Linked DNA regions of Oryctolagus cuniculus: region 1 is linked to region 2. Evidence: chromatin contacts called from public Micro-C data. All regions are on one chromosome and are shown on one strand. The core of a region is the stretch at or near the end of the contact, and the rest is flanking DNA. Distances in the headings are between cores, read along the strand shown. Region 1 holds the start of ICE1 (interactor of little elongation complex ELL subunit 1). Region 2 holds the start of SRD5A1 (steroid 5 alpha-reductase 1).

What was found. A called contact is a pair of places that touch in the nucleus more often than the background predicts.
Region 1: a Micro-C map of ear pinna shows a contact between it and region 2, with 5 times the contacts expected there. The contact joins the promoter of ICE1 here to the promoter of SRD5A1 in region 2. A contact is called at or near these places in 2 of 6 Hi-C or Micro-C datasets (ear pinna and an unstated tissue).

Annotation. Positions count from the first base shown.
Region 1 is chr14:94,472,324-94,479,747 of mOryCun1.1, forward strand. It overlaps ICE1 (interactor of little elongation complex ELL subunit 1), which reads right to left and starts at 3,390. Exons shown (of 19, transcript XM_008251200.3): 1 at 3,074-3,390. The coding sequence starts at 3,157. It overlaps LOC138845212, which reads left to right and starts at 3,156. Exons shown (of 3, transcript XM_070056859.1): 1 at 3,156-3,689. The coding sequence starts at 3,156.
Region 2 is chr14:93,646,438-93,653,197 of mOryCun1.1, forward strand. SRD5A1 (steroid 5 alpha-reductase 1) reads right to left here and starts at 1,574. Exons shown (of 5, transcript XM_070056856.1): 1 at 1,104-1,574. The coding sequence starts at 1,384. It overlaps NSUN2 (NOP2/Sun RNA methyltransferase 2), which reads left to right and starts at 1,825. Exons shown (of 19, transcript XM_070056855.1): 1 at 1,825-1,987; 2 at 2,075-2,232; 3 at 2,626-2,730; 4 at 5,732-5,837. The coding sequence starts at 1,892.

The DNA of each region.
Region 1 (7,424 bases), core at 2,140-4,639, 830 kb after region 2:
CCTCCCTGTGAGTACACCCACATACGAGTCTTAAGAGGACTGCTGGCAAATCATTGAGCACAGCAGCGGTTTGATGGCTTCCAACAGTTTGACAGTCCAAAACGTTTCCAGGTCCTTGGAAAATGCAAGGCTCTCCTATTAAGACTGATGAAAGAGGACCAAGAAACAGGACAAAGAAACATAACATATTCCCACAGGACCTTCAGCTAGAAAGGAAAAAAATAGTCTAGGGCCAGCAAACAGAAAGTGAACAGGTCTATGGGTTGGACAGAATTGCTGCCCCCATGTGAGTACTGGGATGTGCGGGCTGCAGGCTGACAATGTTTGGAGGAAACATACACTGGAGGTATGTAAAGCCGCAGGGCAGGGACGTGCACACCAGTCGTGAAAACATTCCGTAACACGGCAGGGACGTGCACACCAGTCGTGAAAACATTCCGTAACACGGCAGGGACGTGCACACCAGTCGTGAAAACATTCCGTAACACGGCAGGGACATGCACACCAGTCGTGAAAACATTCCATAACATGGCAATGGTTGGTGAATCTGAAAACACCAGAGGGAGTTTTGGTATTACTCTGGAAACTTCCCTGTATGTTCAAATTTACTTATTTTGAAATTATTTTTAAAAATCACACTAATCAGGGCTGGCATTGTGGCGAGGCAGGTAAAGCCGAGACCTGCGAGGCCAGCATCCCATATGGGCACCAATTCATGTCCCAGCTGCTCCACTTCAATCCAGCTCCTTGCTAATGGCCTGGGAAAAGCAGCAAAAAGATGACCCAAATGCTTGGGCCCCTGCCACTCACGTGGGCGATCCAGATGAAGCTCCCTGGCCCAGCACTGGCCGTTGAGGCCATCGGGAGTAAACCAGTGGGTAGAAGAACTCTCCTTCTAACTCTTACTTTCAAAATAAACAAACTGGGGCTAGCGTTGTGGCACAGTGGGCTAAGCCTCTGACTGCAGCACAGACATCCCATGTAGGCACCAGTTTGTGTCCTGGCTGCTCTTCTTCTGATCCAACTGTTTATGGCCTGCGAAAGCAGTGGAAAATGGCCCAAGTACTTGGGCCCCTGCACCTATGTGAGAGGCCCAGAAGAAGCTCCTGGCTGCTGGCCTCCAATCAGCCAGGCCCAGCCCATGCAGGGAGTGAACCAGCAGATGGAAGACCTTTCTCTGTTTATCCCTCTGTCTCTCAAACAAATAAACAAACTCATTTAAAAAAAAAAAAAAAAAAAAAAAAAAAAACCTTGCTCACGTTTTGCTCTGGCGGAGGGAGGCTGTACTAAATGTTCACCTAACCTCCCCTCTGATGGACAACATGTTCTGACTTACAAACCCAAGCCTATGCTGATCTTTATCAGAGAGGAGTGTGTCTCCTCAGCTGTCAGGACCCCCACACCCCGTTTGCTTTCCTCTGACACGGCGTGGACAGGACAAGGCAGCAAGGGCAGAATGCCCACCCCTTCCCCACGACGCCCCAGGCACACGCACCCAAGCCCAGCGCGCCCAGTGGCCTCTGGGCCCTGAGAGCCTGGCAAACCCGCGGCAGCCTCACTTCACGCCTCACTTCACGCCTCACTGATCGCACACTTTCTCCCCTCCACGCCTCTCCGAGCTGGCCGGCTGCCCCTCCTAACTGCAGCTTCCTTCGGAGCGCACTGTGCGCTCCATCCTTCACACACTGGACTGCTCTTCTGCCCGAGTGGACCCGCACTGCTGGCGCCCTGCAGCTCTGCTCCTGCACGCAGGCCTTCCGGTTCTGTCTGTAGGGACGCCTCAGAAGTTCATGGAAATTGTAAACCAAAGGTAAGTGTCTCTGGACACAAAAAAGTATTTGGAATCCACGCACAGTTCCTCGGATATGCATTCCCCATGAACTTCTGGAACACTGCGTGAGTTCCAAACTGCATGCCATCCGCCAGCCTACCAGTGCTCAAGAAGCGTGCGCCTAGGTGACGGCATACCCTCGGTGGGCATCCCTAATTAACACTACCCGTCGGGGCACCTGGAAGAACGCCTTCCGTTCCAGGCAACGAAGTCCAAACCTCCGGCGGGGTCCAGCACAAGCCCCAGTAAGCAAGAGAGCTCAGATGTATCCCCAGGACGGCCAGACCCCGAAGGGCCCTGAGCGCCGGGTGGGCTGCGCAGAGCAAGCATGCCTCAAGCCCGCAGCCGACTCCTCCCCGCGCGGGGCTCACGCCCACCTCACGGCCTGCTCGTCACACGCCCGGCGCTTCTCGCAGAGGGCTTCCACCTGCGGGCTCCCCGCACCGTCCATCCACCCCTTCTCAGCAGTCAAACCCACGGACCTCGCCGGAAACCAGCCCACCGCGCCAACCCCCGCTTTCGGTCCCTCGCAGCTCGAAGAGCCTCCCGGGCCGTCCCCGCAGGCAGACACCCTGCTCAGAGAGGCCAGCCTCGCCGCAATGCCGGGTCGCGGCGCTGCCCGCGGTGCCCAGCACACGAGGCCCAGCGGCGATGGCCACGGGAGGCAGCCTCCACCGTGGCCAGCTCGGTTCCACCACCGAAGCCGACGACGCAGACTCCCGGCATCACCCGGCTGCAAGGATCTGCGCGAACGGGCCCCTGGGGCTACTTCCACTGCCCCCAGGCCCCAGCAGAGCCCACCCCGCGGTTAGACACGTGACTGACTGCTCCACCAGCTTAACCTACGGAGCTAACTCAGCAGCGAGCGGGAGCGCCTCTCCAAGCCCTGGAAGCCCGAGGACCCCGACCAGACGCCTGACAGGCGATGACAGGCAAGCAAAGGCCTTGCCCTCGGGGAGGTCGACCTCCTTAGCATCCCACCTGTCACCCGGCAGCCGAAGAGGCAGCCCGGCCGGCACCCAGGCTGCGCAGGGGAGGAGTCCTCCAAGAACCCGCTCACTCTGCACAACTCCGTGCAGCGACTTCTGCGTCCCCAGCTTACACACGGCAAAGGAAGCCGCAGCGACAAGGACATCGGGGGGCTGCAACCCCCAGGAAGAGGCGGCGGCGCCGGCGGGCCCCGCGCTCCCGCCGGCGAGGCCGCGCCGCCCCCCGCGCCCGGGCCCCGGGGAGGTGCCTCACCTGCTGCAGAGACGCGCAGCCCTGACACCGCGAGAGGTCAGCGGCCGTCCCGGGGGCTGCCGAGTGCGTCTCGCCCGGCATCATGGTGCCGCCACCGGGCCCGGTGGGCACGCGCGTCTCAGGGACCCACGGCTTCGGCCCTGTCTTGCCTCCGCTGATGCCGCCGGGGCCGCCGCCTGCCAGGCCGCTTCCCGCCGGGTCCGGGCGGGTCCATCCGTGCACAGAGGTCCCCGTGGAGCTTGCGAAGGGCTCTCCGAAACGGAGCCGCCTCAGGCGCTGGCGAGAAACGCTACCCGGCGCGGCCCCCGAGCGCGACGCAGTCCAGCCAGGACCCCGCCCCGCCCTGGCTGGCCCCGCCCCCCGCCGCCGCGCAGGGCTGCCCGGGGCACTGCCTGAACGCAACGGGGAGACGCGGCGCGGAACACGTGCCCAAAGGACAAGCCAACGCCCGCAGAGGCGTCACGTGTGCAGTTCTTCCTTCGACGGGGTCATTTATTGCCAGCCTACCGTACAACAGGCTGTACGTAGACACCTAAAGGCACCCGCGGTGGGCGAGGTGCCCGCCGATGACGTATTATTCAGGCGCCCGCCAGAGTGGGAGGACCCCCGCGTCCCGGTAAGCAAAATGCTGGATTTTTATAGCCCCGTGGGAGCCCTGCTGTACCCCGGGCCCCTCCCGTGTCCGGGAGCGGGGGGAGGAAGGATACAGTTCCCGGCGCGCCGCGCGGCGGGCGGAGACCGAACGGTGCCTCTGGCCACGTCCGGTGCGATTCGGTGCCGGCTGCTCGGGCTCCGCCGCTAATGTCCGCTTCCCGTCAGTCTCGCTACTCTGGCGAGTTTCTGTGCCCATTGCCGCGGCGGCCTCCAGGTCCCGACTGTGGGCGCCGCCACCCAGCGAGGGCCGAGCGCAGCGCCCGGCAGAACCTAGTCAGGCCCGTTGGCCACTGGCCAGCCTGATAACCGTGTCCTGGGAGAGGGGCAGAGGGAGAGGCCTCGCGTCGGCTCGGGGCCTGGTGCTGCGGCGAGGACCGAGGTTTCCCGCACGTCGGGAGGCACGGCTCGTCGCTGGCAGCGGCTTGCTCGGAGGCCCCGGAGTCCGGCCTCGCCCTCGGCGGAGCATCGCAGGTGCCGGGACCCTGCAGCCGGAAACACCGCTTTCGGAGCAGCCTGCGTTTTCTTGAGATTTCCTGCCTCTTTCCTTGCTTACACCCTGGGTACCACGCACTGCCCGGTGGAGGGGGCAGCTCCGTCGGTGGTGGCCCGGTTGGCGGGTTTCGGCGGCGGAGCAAAGGCAGCCCCAGAGCGCGCGGGAGAGGAGGGTCCAGGGAGCAGGGGGGTGCGCAGAGGCGCAGGCCCGGTGACCCACCCGGCGGAGGGGCAGCCGCGTGGCTCCCGGTGGCCTCGCAGCTCCGACTTCTGGCCCCGGCGAGCTCGTCTTCACGGTGACTTCTCTTTGACGGAAGGCTTCCCAGGTGAGCGCTTTTGCCAGGGAACCGGGAGGAGGCGGCGGCAGCGCTGCACGAAGCGCCAGGGAGCTGGGCTGCGTGCTGCTGCCTCTGCCCCGTGCCCCTCCCTTCCGGCCCTCGGGGCCGTGGTGGTACCTCGTCAAACACAGCTGCACTTGGACTGCAGTGAGTCTCCTTTGTAATGCCACAACGCGCTGCACACAGTAGGTCTAAATGGATTCGCTGCGACTCGTTGGAGATACAGGGAGTGGGGCATCTCCCAGAATGAACGTGCAGTCGTTTCTGCCTTTCTCGGGGCCACGTCTCAACCCCCTGGGAGAGAAACCAGAGCCTGGTGCGCCAGGGCCGGGGCCAGCAAGCTTCCTGTAAAGGCGCCCAAGAAATGGTTCAGACATCGCGGGGCGGAGGCCCTGCCGCCTGCTCCTCCCCGTCAGGGCACACACGACTGCGCCACCTGCTTGTCTTGGTCGTTTCTGCTCTGTGAAGCTGTTTTGCCAATGGGAAAAGCGTTCTGAGTGTACGTGCTGCCCGCTAAGAGCAGGGGTGGCTGCCTACCATCACGGCCTCTGATGGAGACCAGTGCTGGAGGATGCTCCCTCGTGACAGGGCCCTGTGGAGACAGAGCAGGCCGTCCTTCCCATCCCAGTGTAGAGAACTTGGCCGCGTCGCGGCCCTGCCCCAGGACTTAGAGGCCGCGTTTTGAACGTGATGAGTTACTTCGCTTCACAAAGGAGATTTCAAACAACTCGCGGGGACTGTGGAGTGGAACCTATTAGCTGCTTGTAGGCAGACGTGACAGCGCACCAGAGACCAAGTAGGAAAACACACGGCCTGGCCAGGGCAGGAGCAGTAGGCGTGTGCAGGAGGACAGGAGGAGAGCGGGGCCCAGGGACGGGGCGGTGGAGCCGCCGGCGCCCGTTTGCCAGTCGTTAGGATGAGCTGAAATGGCCTCCAGGACGCCCCTCCCGCCACAGGGCCACCCGGGGATGCCGCCACCGCTCTCAGCAGCAGAGCTCACCACGGCCACCGCCATGGTTCATACAGGCCAAGGTGCGACTGTGCCAGTGGCAGGCCTCGGTCTGCAGGTGTGTAGGATGCCGGAGCCATGATGTCTTCCGCTGAAATGTCAGGGAGAGGCCCGGAGGCCTCTAACAGCTTCCCCAGTCTGAGGCCTCCTGTCAGCAGCAGCAGGAAGGCGCTAAGGCACAACCTCGCACAGGTAACAAGGAGAGGAGAGTTTTTCTTAAAGCAGCTGTTCTTGGGCTTCCAAGAGAACATTCGTGTCTCTCTGTCCGAGCTCCAAAGACCCGAAGGACCCTCTGCCCGCCGCCCTGTGCCTGTCTTACCAGAGGGCTGGTCAGGGAATCTGCTGGGGCGGGCTCAGCTCTTGCCCCACACCCTCCTCACGGCTGGATACCTGGGAACTAAAGCTTTGGAATCTGACGCGATTGAGAGGGGAGTGGTGATTTGTCAACGCGCGCTGCCACCAGAAACCTAATAGGTTTAGTGAACGGTGAGGAGAACGGTGAGGAGAACGCAAGGTGAAGCCAGCTGTCTGGAAGTTCTTACTACCTGCTTTGTGCAGAGCGATCCTCTCCCCTCCGGCCCCTCCCCACAGGAGAAGTGACCCTGTGACCTTTCAAAGGCTGGTGGTGGGGCAGGCATTGACGTAGCAGTTCAGCTGCTGGGGGCCTCGCCTGCAGCCCGTGTCCCGTGCCAGGTCCGAGGCCGGTCCCCACTCCCACTCCCAGTCCCTACCAGTGCGCGTTCTGGGAGGCAGCAGTGAGGGCTCAAGTACTTTCCTCTGCCAGCTGCGTGGGAGACCCGGATCGAGTTCCGTGCTGCTAGCTTCCGGCTGGCCCAGACCTGACTGTCCTGGGCATTTGGGGACAGTCCCAGCAGATGGGATTGCTGTGTCTCTGTCTTTCAAATAATGTTTTTTTTGTGAAGGAAAACCGTTGCGAAGCAATCAAACATGAAAACCTGAGAAAGGATTCCAGGAGTAGTTTGCCACTGCAGGGTCTGAATTTGCAGCCTGGACGCAGTCTGGCGCATGCCCACAAGGTGGCCGTCTTTCCCTGCCTGTGCTTTAGAAACGGAATTCCCCGCCTTCCCTGTGACACATCAGACCCCCACCCCGGGAGGGCAGCAGGGTGCTCTGGGCACCTGGTGAGCAGGGCGTTTGTGGGAGCTTCCTCCCTGTCTACGTGTGGGCGCTGCCATGCTTTCTCCTAAGCGGCCCTGGCTCCTGTTTTTTTCAACACAGCCTGCTTTGGTGAGGGCCTTTGTATCTGTCCCAGGGGTGGGCAGTTTCTGCAGCCCCAGCTGTCCCCTCAAGGGGCGTGGAGGTGGGGCTAGGAGTCCATGTGGGAACTTGGGGCTCAGTGCCAAACGTGGGTGATTGTTAAGCAGGTGTTTACAGGGCCGCCCTGTGGGGTGGGACAGCACTCTGCTGTGCCCTGCAGGCTTTCTTAGCAACCTGTGCCCCCAGTGTCGGGCAGGGAAGAAGGAAGGTGGAAGAGGGGGACCGAGTCCTTGGAGGGGAGTTGCTGTGCCAGGGCGTGGCCACCGCCCAGAGGAGAGAACAGCCAGTGAGATGCCACCAGGTAGACCTCCGAGAGCTGGGTGTGTGTCCTGGGTGGGAGGTGGAGAGGCTTGGGGCAGTGGGTGCGTCCTTGCACTGAACCGTATGTTCACCAGCACGGGGGTGCTGTGCGCCAGCCACAGACAGCCCCTCGGGGGAGATCCCAGGACCCAGCAGGACAGCTGAGGGAGGAGAGGAGGCCCAAGGTGTGCTCTGTCGCCAGGGCTGGGCAGGCGAGCTGCAGCCAGGAGTGAAGTGTCGCTCTTCCAGCCCCATCAGGGGACCAGCCGTGGGCAGCGGA
Region 2 (6,760 bases), core at 324-2,823:
TCACATACTGGTACCCAGGTTCCAGTACTGGGCCCCCTCCAGGCGCCAACACGGGTTCAGGGCGCTAAGAGCCTGTGTTTCCTCACTGGAATGTGAGGCACCAAGCGAAGGCAGCGGCCTCTGAACTGTACACGCACAGAATTCTTCGGCTCTCTGGGTCACCAGGGTTCATGGCCAGTGAGCTCAGCTTCCTCTGATGCACACACATTAGCTGAGCGGCTTTTCTGTGTATCAAGTGAACCATCTCAACGCTGACTTTAAATTTTGCGTCAACCATTCATTCGCCTTGGCTGTGCAAAAGCCAACAGGACTGAAGATTTCCGGGGCGGATGCTTAAAAGAAATCTTCGCAGAAAGTCAGCGATGCAGAAGTCACTTTCAGGCCTCTGTGTTCAGGGTCCTCGCCTGGGAGGCCGCCCCCCACCCCCAGGGCCTTGGGGGCTCCTGGGAGCAACCGAGCGATGCCTAGGGGCTCAGGTCCCCATGTGCAGCCAGGCCCTGCCCTGCCCCCTGCCCAGGGAACCCAAGGAGGACACAGCAGAAAAGCCAAGCCCCCGGGGGAAGGGGGGGGCTCCCCTTCTGCTAAGTTACTTCAACAAGTTACGGTGTCTGGTTATCACAAGAAGCAAAAGGAAACCACCGACCTAAAGTACCAGCAACTCCCTACACACAGCAGCCGAGATGAAGAGCTAAAACTGGAGCAGAAAAGTTTGGAAGCTCCTGGCTCCTGGCTCCGGCTCGGCACAGCCCTTGTGGCCATTCGGGAGTGAGCCGGTGGATGGAAGATCTCTCTTTCTTTCTCTGTCTCTCTCTCTCTCTCCATCTCTGTAACTCTGCCTTTCAAGTAAACAAACACGGCTGGGCTCACTGGAGGCCACGGTCAGGAGATGCAGTCCTGATACCGAGGAACAAACCCCAGGCTCCCTGTGCCAGGAACAAGGTCTCGAGCCCAGGTCCACCACCCGCAGGACCCCTCCGGGCTGCCCCGTCCAGATTGACCCTACTCGCTTCCGTTAACTCAGCGAGGGGAGCCGGGGCGCGGGGCTGGGCGACTCCTACTGGTGTCTACACAAACCCGCTAGGGGCCCCCGGGCCCGGCCCTACCGTTGCATGTAGTGGACCAGGAACATGGCCAGCAGGATGCGGCTGGGCCAGTGGTGCAGGCGCTCCGCGGCCGCGCGGCCGCACTCGTACAGCGGCCAGGCCAGCGAGGGCAGCTCCTGCACGACCCAGGCGACCCGCGCCGACACCCGCAGGCCGGGCCACTGCGGCGCATAGCGACCGTAGGGCGAGCCCAACAGCTTGAGCAGCACGAAGCACAGCGGGCCCAGGAAGCACTCCAGGTAGGCGAGCGCGTCCAGCACGCGCGGCTCCGCCTGCTCCATGGCCGGGGGACGGCGAGGCGCTCCATGCCCGGCCGGCCGCGGAAGGTCACATATAGGGAGGCGGCCAAGGGGCGGGAAACCCGATTGCCCCGGGAACGCGCGGCCGCCTACAACCCCGCGGCCAGAGCCATGCGGGTCACCTGCGCGGGGTGGGGCCGCCGGCTAGCCCCGCCCACCTGGCCGAGGCCCCGCCCCCGCCCGGGCGGCCGCTCTGCGCACGCGCCGGGGTCGGGCGGTCCGCGGAGCTGCCTGAGCCCGCGTGCCCGACCCCGACCCAGCGGCCGGGGACGCCCTCGGAGCTGCTCTCCCCGGGGCGGCCCGCGGCTGTATGCCGCCCGTGGTTTTCCCAGAGGACGGACGTGGCGCTTCGGCTTCGTTCTCGACAGCCCCTGCGGCTCCCGGAAGGGGCCAGGCCCCCAGGCGCGGGGGCCTCGGCGGCGGCCGGAATTCGCGGTGGCAGCGGTGGCGGGCCGCTTTCTGCGCGCGGCGTGCGCGGCCGCGTGGGCCATGGGGCGGCGGGCGCGGGGCCGGCGGCTCGCGCAGCCGTCGCGGGCCGAGGCCGGGGCGGACGGCGCCGAGGGCGGCGGGCCGCGCGGCGATGCGGTAGGCGCCGGGCTGGCGGGCGGGCGGGCGCGGGGCCTGCGGGGCCGGCCTGGGAGCCGGGGGTCTGACGCCCCTGCCCCTCCTCAGGGCTGGGAAGGCGGCTACCCCGAGATCGTCAAGGAGAACAAGCTGTTCGAGCACTACTACCAGGAGCTCCGCATCGTGCCCGAGGGCGAGTGGGAGCAGTTCATGGGCGCGCTCAGGCAGCCGCTGCCCGCCACGCTGAGGATCACCGGCTACAAGAGGTGCGGGGGTCCGCCCCGGGGAGTGGGGTCCGCCCCGGGGAGTGGGGTCCGCGGTGGCTCCTGGGCGGCCGGGGGCCGGGGGCCGGGGGCCGGGGGCCGGGCGGCCCGAGCCGCGGGGTAACGTGTCGCGTCTCCGCTCCTCCGCCCCGCGCGTTTGCAGGGGGAGTCGCGAGCGCGGGTGGTGTTGGGCGGGAGGGAAGGCGGTGTGGCCCGCAGCGTGTCACCGTCCAGCGACCCAGCCGGGGCGGGGGCCAGGGGGTCCCTGCAGGCTTGCAGCGTAGCGAGAAGGCGACGACCCAGGCTGGCTCCTCGGCGGGCAGAGCCGGGTTTCGGGTTGGAGGACTCGGGTCGAGAGACGGCGCCGCGCGCGTGTTGACTTGCTCGTTTCGCCAGCCACGCGAAAGAGATCCTGCATTGCCTGAAGAACAAGTATTTCAAGGAGCTGGAGGCGCTGGAGGTGGACGGCCAGAAGGTGGAAGTTCCGCAGCCCCTGAGCTGGTAGGCGGGGGCTGGGTGTGGGGGCTCTGGTCGTGGTGTGGCCGGCAGGGGCAGGATGGGCGCTTCAGATACTCTGTTTCTCTGTTTTAACCCAGGGCTTGTCCTGACGCGTGGTTTGTAGCTCCCTGTACCCGAGTCACCGAGTTTAGTTAATTTTTTCCGTCCATCTAGTCTCTTGTCTAAGTTACAGTTTCATCTATCTGCAGGCCTTGTTTTCTCACATCAGAACTGTGTGTAGGGGGAGAGTCCGTTCTGTCTGGTGGTCAGCGTGCTAGCAATGACACCACGTCCAGCTGGCTCCAGCTACCTGCTAACGCACACCCCGGGCGGCCGGGTGACCGCTCAGGGGCTGGGTTCCTGCCACCTATGCGGGAGACCTGGTCTGAGTTTCCAAGCCCACAGCCATGGCCCTGGCCCTGCCCAGCCACGGTCCTTGAGGGCATTTGGGGAAGCTCTTTCTCTCTCCATGTCCATCTCTCAAAACCAGAAACCTGTCCCCCAGAAAAGGACAGCCCTGCGCTGGCAGTGTCACCGCAGCCGCCTACTGTGTGTCCAGCACAGACTGCACGGCCGCCAGTCTCCCTGCTGTCTGCAGTAGCCAAGCTTGGCGCTCCCGGTGCTGTCGCGGCCCGTGGCTCACGTGGCCAGGCGAGACAGGCCCCGCAGGTTGTGAACTTGAAGAAGGAGTGAGTCGGTCACTTCCCGCCCACGGCAGTGACCCTTCCTCTGTGTCCAGCTCACTCTGGTGGGACGGGCTCAAGTGCACGCTGGAGGCGCCAGCTCGCTGGTGTAGGTCCTTCATTGAGCAGGAACTCTTGTTGCGTGGTTCCCAGAAGAGAAAGGCAGTTGTAAATAGTTGCTGTCAAAGCATGCATTGAGTAAGTTGTGGGGCCCTTTCAAGGTTTCAGATAGTCACGTGCCTGGTGTTACCTTTTTCACACACCTTCATGGGTGGTAAACCACTGGGTAGATTCTCCGGCTTTTCTGTTGCTGGCCATGCGATTTTTCAGTGCCTTTGAGTGCATGGCTAAACACTAAAATCAACCTTCAGTCCAGGCCAAAAGCACATGTCGTAGATGCATTTGTGGGATATAAGAAGAAATCTTCAGTTTTATGGGATAAAAAAGTTAAGTGGTGGTGCTTTAATTACACTTTGCAGTCAGATTTTAAACGCTTGAAGGACACAGCACAGGGAGATGACTCGGGGCTGGGCTGCTGTGGGGTGACCCATAGCAGTTTCACGGTGGGGAGGCCAGTGGGGAAGGGAAGCATTTTTTAGCTGCTGTGGTCATTTCAGTTTTTTAAAAAGAATTATCTAAGAGGCAGGGAACAAGAGCTCCATATCCTGGTTCACTCCCCAAGTGCCTGTGATGGCCGGGGCTGGCCGGGGCTGGCCTGGGCTGGCCTGGGCTGCATGGAGTTGAAACCAGGACCCAGGGACACAGTCCAGGCCTGCCACATAGGTGTCGTAAATTCAGTCATTGAGCCATCGCTGCTGCCTCCCAGGGTCTGCACCAGCAGGGAGCTGCAGTCAGAGCCAGAGCTGGGACTAGGGCCCTGCTACTCTGGAGCTGGGCATGGTCACTGCTAGGGCAGCCGCCCTGCCTGTGGATGGCCTTCCTGAGATGCAGTGGGCTTTGTGGGACTGAGTTTTTGTCCTCCGTGGTAGCCAGGTGGTAGGTGTACCTGCTCTCCAGTGCCTCAGAGATCTGATTGACAGCACTGACGCTGTGCGCTGTTGGAATCAGAGTGCTGTTCAGATGTCTCCATTTCTAGTGTGTTTTGTATGTAATCGCTGCTTCACACAATCACCTGAAAACAGTTGTTCCTGAAACCTTGTGGCGATGGGGTGTGGACCCAGGAGGACATCTCAGCCTGCATCTCCAGGGGACAGGCTTGCTCTCCAGGCATCATCATGGCTGTTTCCTTTCTCCCTCCCTCCCTCCCTCCCTCCCTCCCTCCCTATTTATTTATTTGAGAGGCAGAGAGCGAGAGAGAGGTCTTCCATCTGCTGGTCCACTCCCCAAATGGCCACAGCAGTCAGAGCTGGACTGATTAGGAGCCAGAAGTTTCTTCCGGGTCTCCCATGCGGGTGCAGGGGCCCAAGGACTTGGGGCATCTTCCACTGCTTTCCCAGGCCATAGCAGGGAGCTGGGTCGGATGTGGAGCAGACGGGACTCGGACCGGTGCCCTTAGGGGAGCTGGCAGTGCGAGTGGCGGCTTTCCCTGCTACGCCACAGTGCCTGCCCCATGGCTGTTTTCTTTTGCAGGAGCCAGCAAGCTAGGCAAAAACGCTAGTGTAAATAAGACTTCTATTTTTTTATTGTTCTTTGCAAACTAAGTTAACTTTTTCTTGAAAGAGTTACAAAGAGAGAGAGTTTCCACCTGCTGGTTCATTCTCCTGGATGACCACAATGGCTAGCACTGGGCTCCGCCGAAACCAAAGACAAGGAGTTTCGTCCAGGTCTTCCACTGGGGCCATCCCTGCTGGGTTCCCAGGTGCGTTAGCAGGGAGCTGGATCAGAAGTGAAGCAGCCGGGACTCAAACCGGCACCTGCGTGGGATGCCTGCACTGCAGATAGTGGCTTTACCCACTGTGCCATAGAACCAGCCCCGGATCTGCACTTTTTTTCATAATTTTTTCCTCTGTCCTGTCTTTTTTCCGATGACTTCCACACCAATCGACTTAACATCGTGAGGAGCAGAAAGGGCTTTGCTCTCTCCTCAGCCCTGGCATGTTCTGTCGTGATTTTATAGGAACGTTGCGCCTGTGTGTCCTGGGAGACCCCGGGGCTCTAATCTCAGTAGAACTGTGCTCTTTATGTCCGGGGACACCGTTCAGTGTTTATAACTGTGCCCGAGAGGATTGTGGCTATGAGCATTAGAGCGAAACCAGCTGTTTGATTTGACGCTTGACGCGTATGAGCGACTCGTGTCCACAGAGCGCTCGGTCTCTGTGAGTCTCTGTGACCCATGGAGGTTTTGCTTTCTTTTCGGGCAGGTACCCTGAAGAACTTGCCTGGCATACAAATTTAAGTCGGAAAATCCTGAGAAAGTCCCCACAGTTGGAAAGATTTCATCAGTTTCTCGTCAGCGAAACTGAATCTGTAAGTAGATGTTTTAGACTTGCAGCTCTTTTAAGCATTAAGTGTAGAGATTTATCATAGTTACTGTTCTGATCGTGTGTCACCTCGAATGACAGGCAGGGAAGGCACACCAAGACTAAGTGTGTGTGCACTGTTACTTTGTGACTGTATCTGCTACGTGACCCTCACGCAGGTATCAGTCGGAGTTGTTTGATTTGTATTTCCTCTTCCCCGTGGATTTGGGTGTCCGGAGTTGAGGTGAGGGTGTGTGACGGGCAGGAGACTGCTGCTTGGTCGTCTGCACATGCTGGATGTCTGTGGTGTGTAGTGTGTTTAAGGCCATTATTTTTAACTTTTATTTAATGAATATAAATTTCCGAAGTACAGTTTATGGATTACAATAGCTTCCCCCCATAACTTCCCTCCCACCCGCAACCCTCCCCTCTCCCAGTCCCTCTCCCCTTCCTTTCACATCAAGATTCATTTTCAATTATCCTTATATACAGAAGATCAATTTAGCATATATTATAAAGCCATGTTAACAGAGTACATGGGTTTTGTGTTTGTTTTCTGGGTTTTTTTTCTCTCTCTCTTTTTTTTTTTTTTTTTTTTTTTTTAGTAAAAATACATTTTATTAACAGTGAGACTTTGAAGTCCACCTGTATCCTGTCTTTGTTTCTCTGCATGTGCTCTACCTTTGTAGAAACACAGCACTCGGGGCCCTCGCGTCCTTGTAAGGTGACATCCGCCTCCCGCCCCTGAGTGCAGTCCGGGCACACTCGGGGCCCTCACGTCCTTGTAAGGTGACATCCACCTCCTGCCCCTGACTGTGGTCGGGGCGCACTCGGGGCCCTCGCGTCCTTGTAAGGTGACATCCGCCTCCTGCCCCTGAGAGCGGTCGGGGCGCACTCGGGGCCCTCGCGTGCTTGTAAGGTGACATCCAC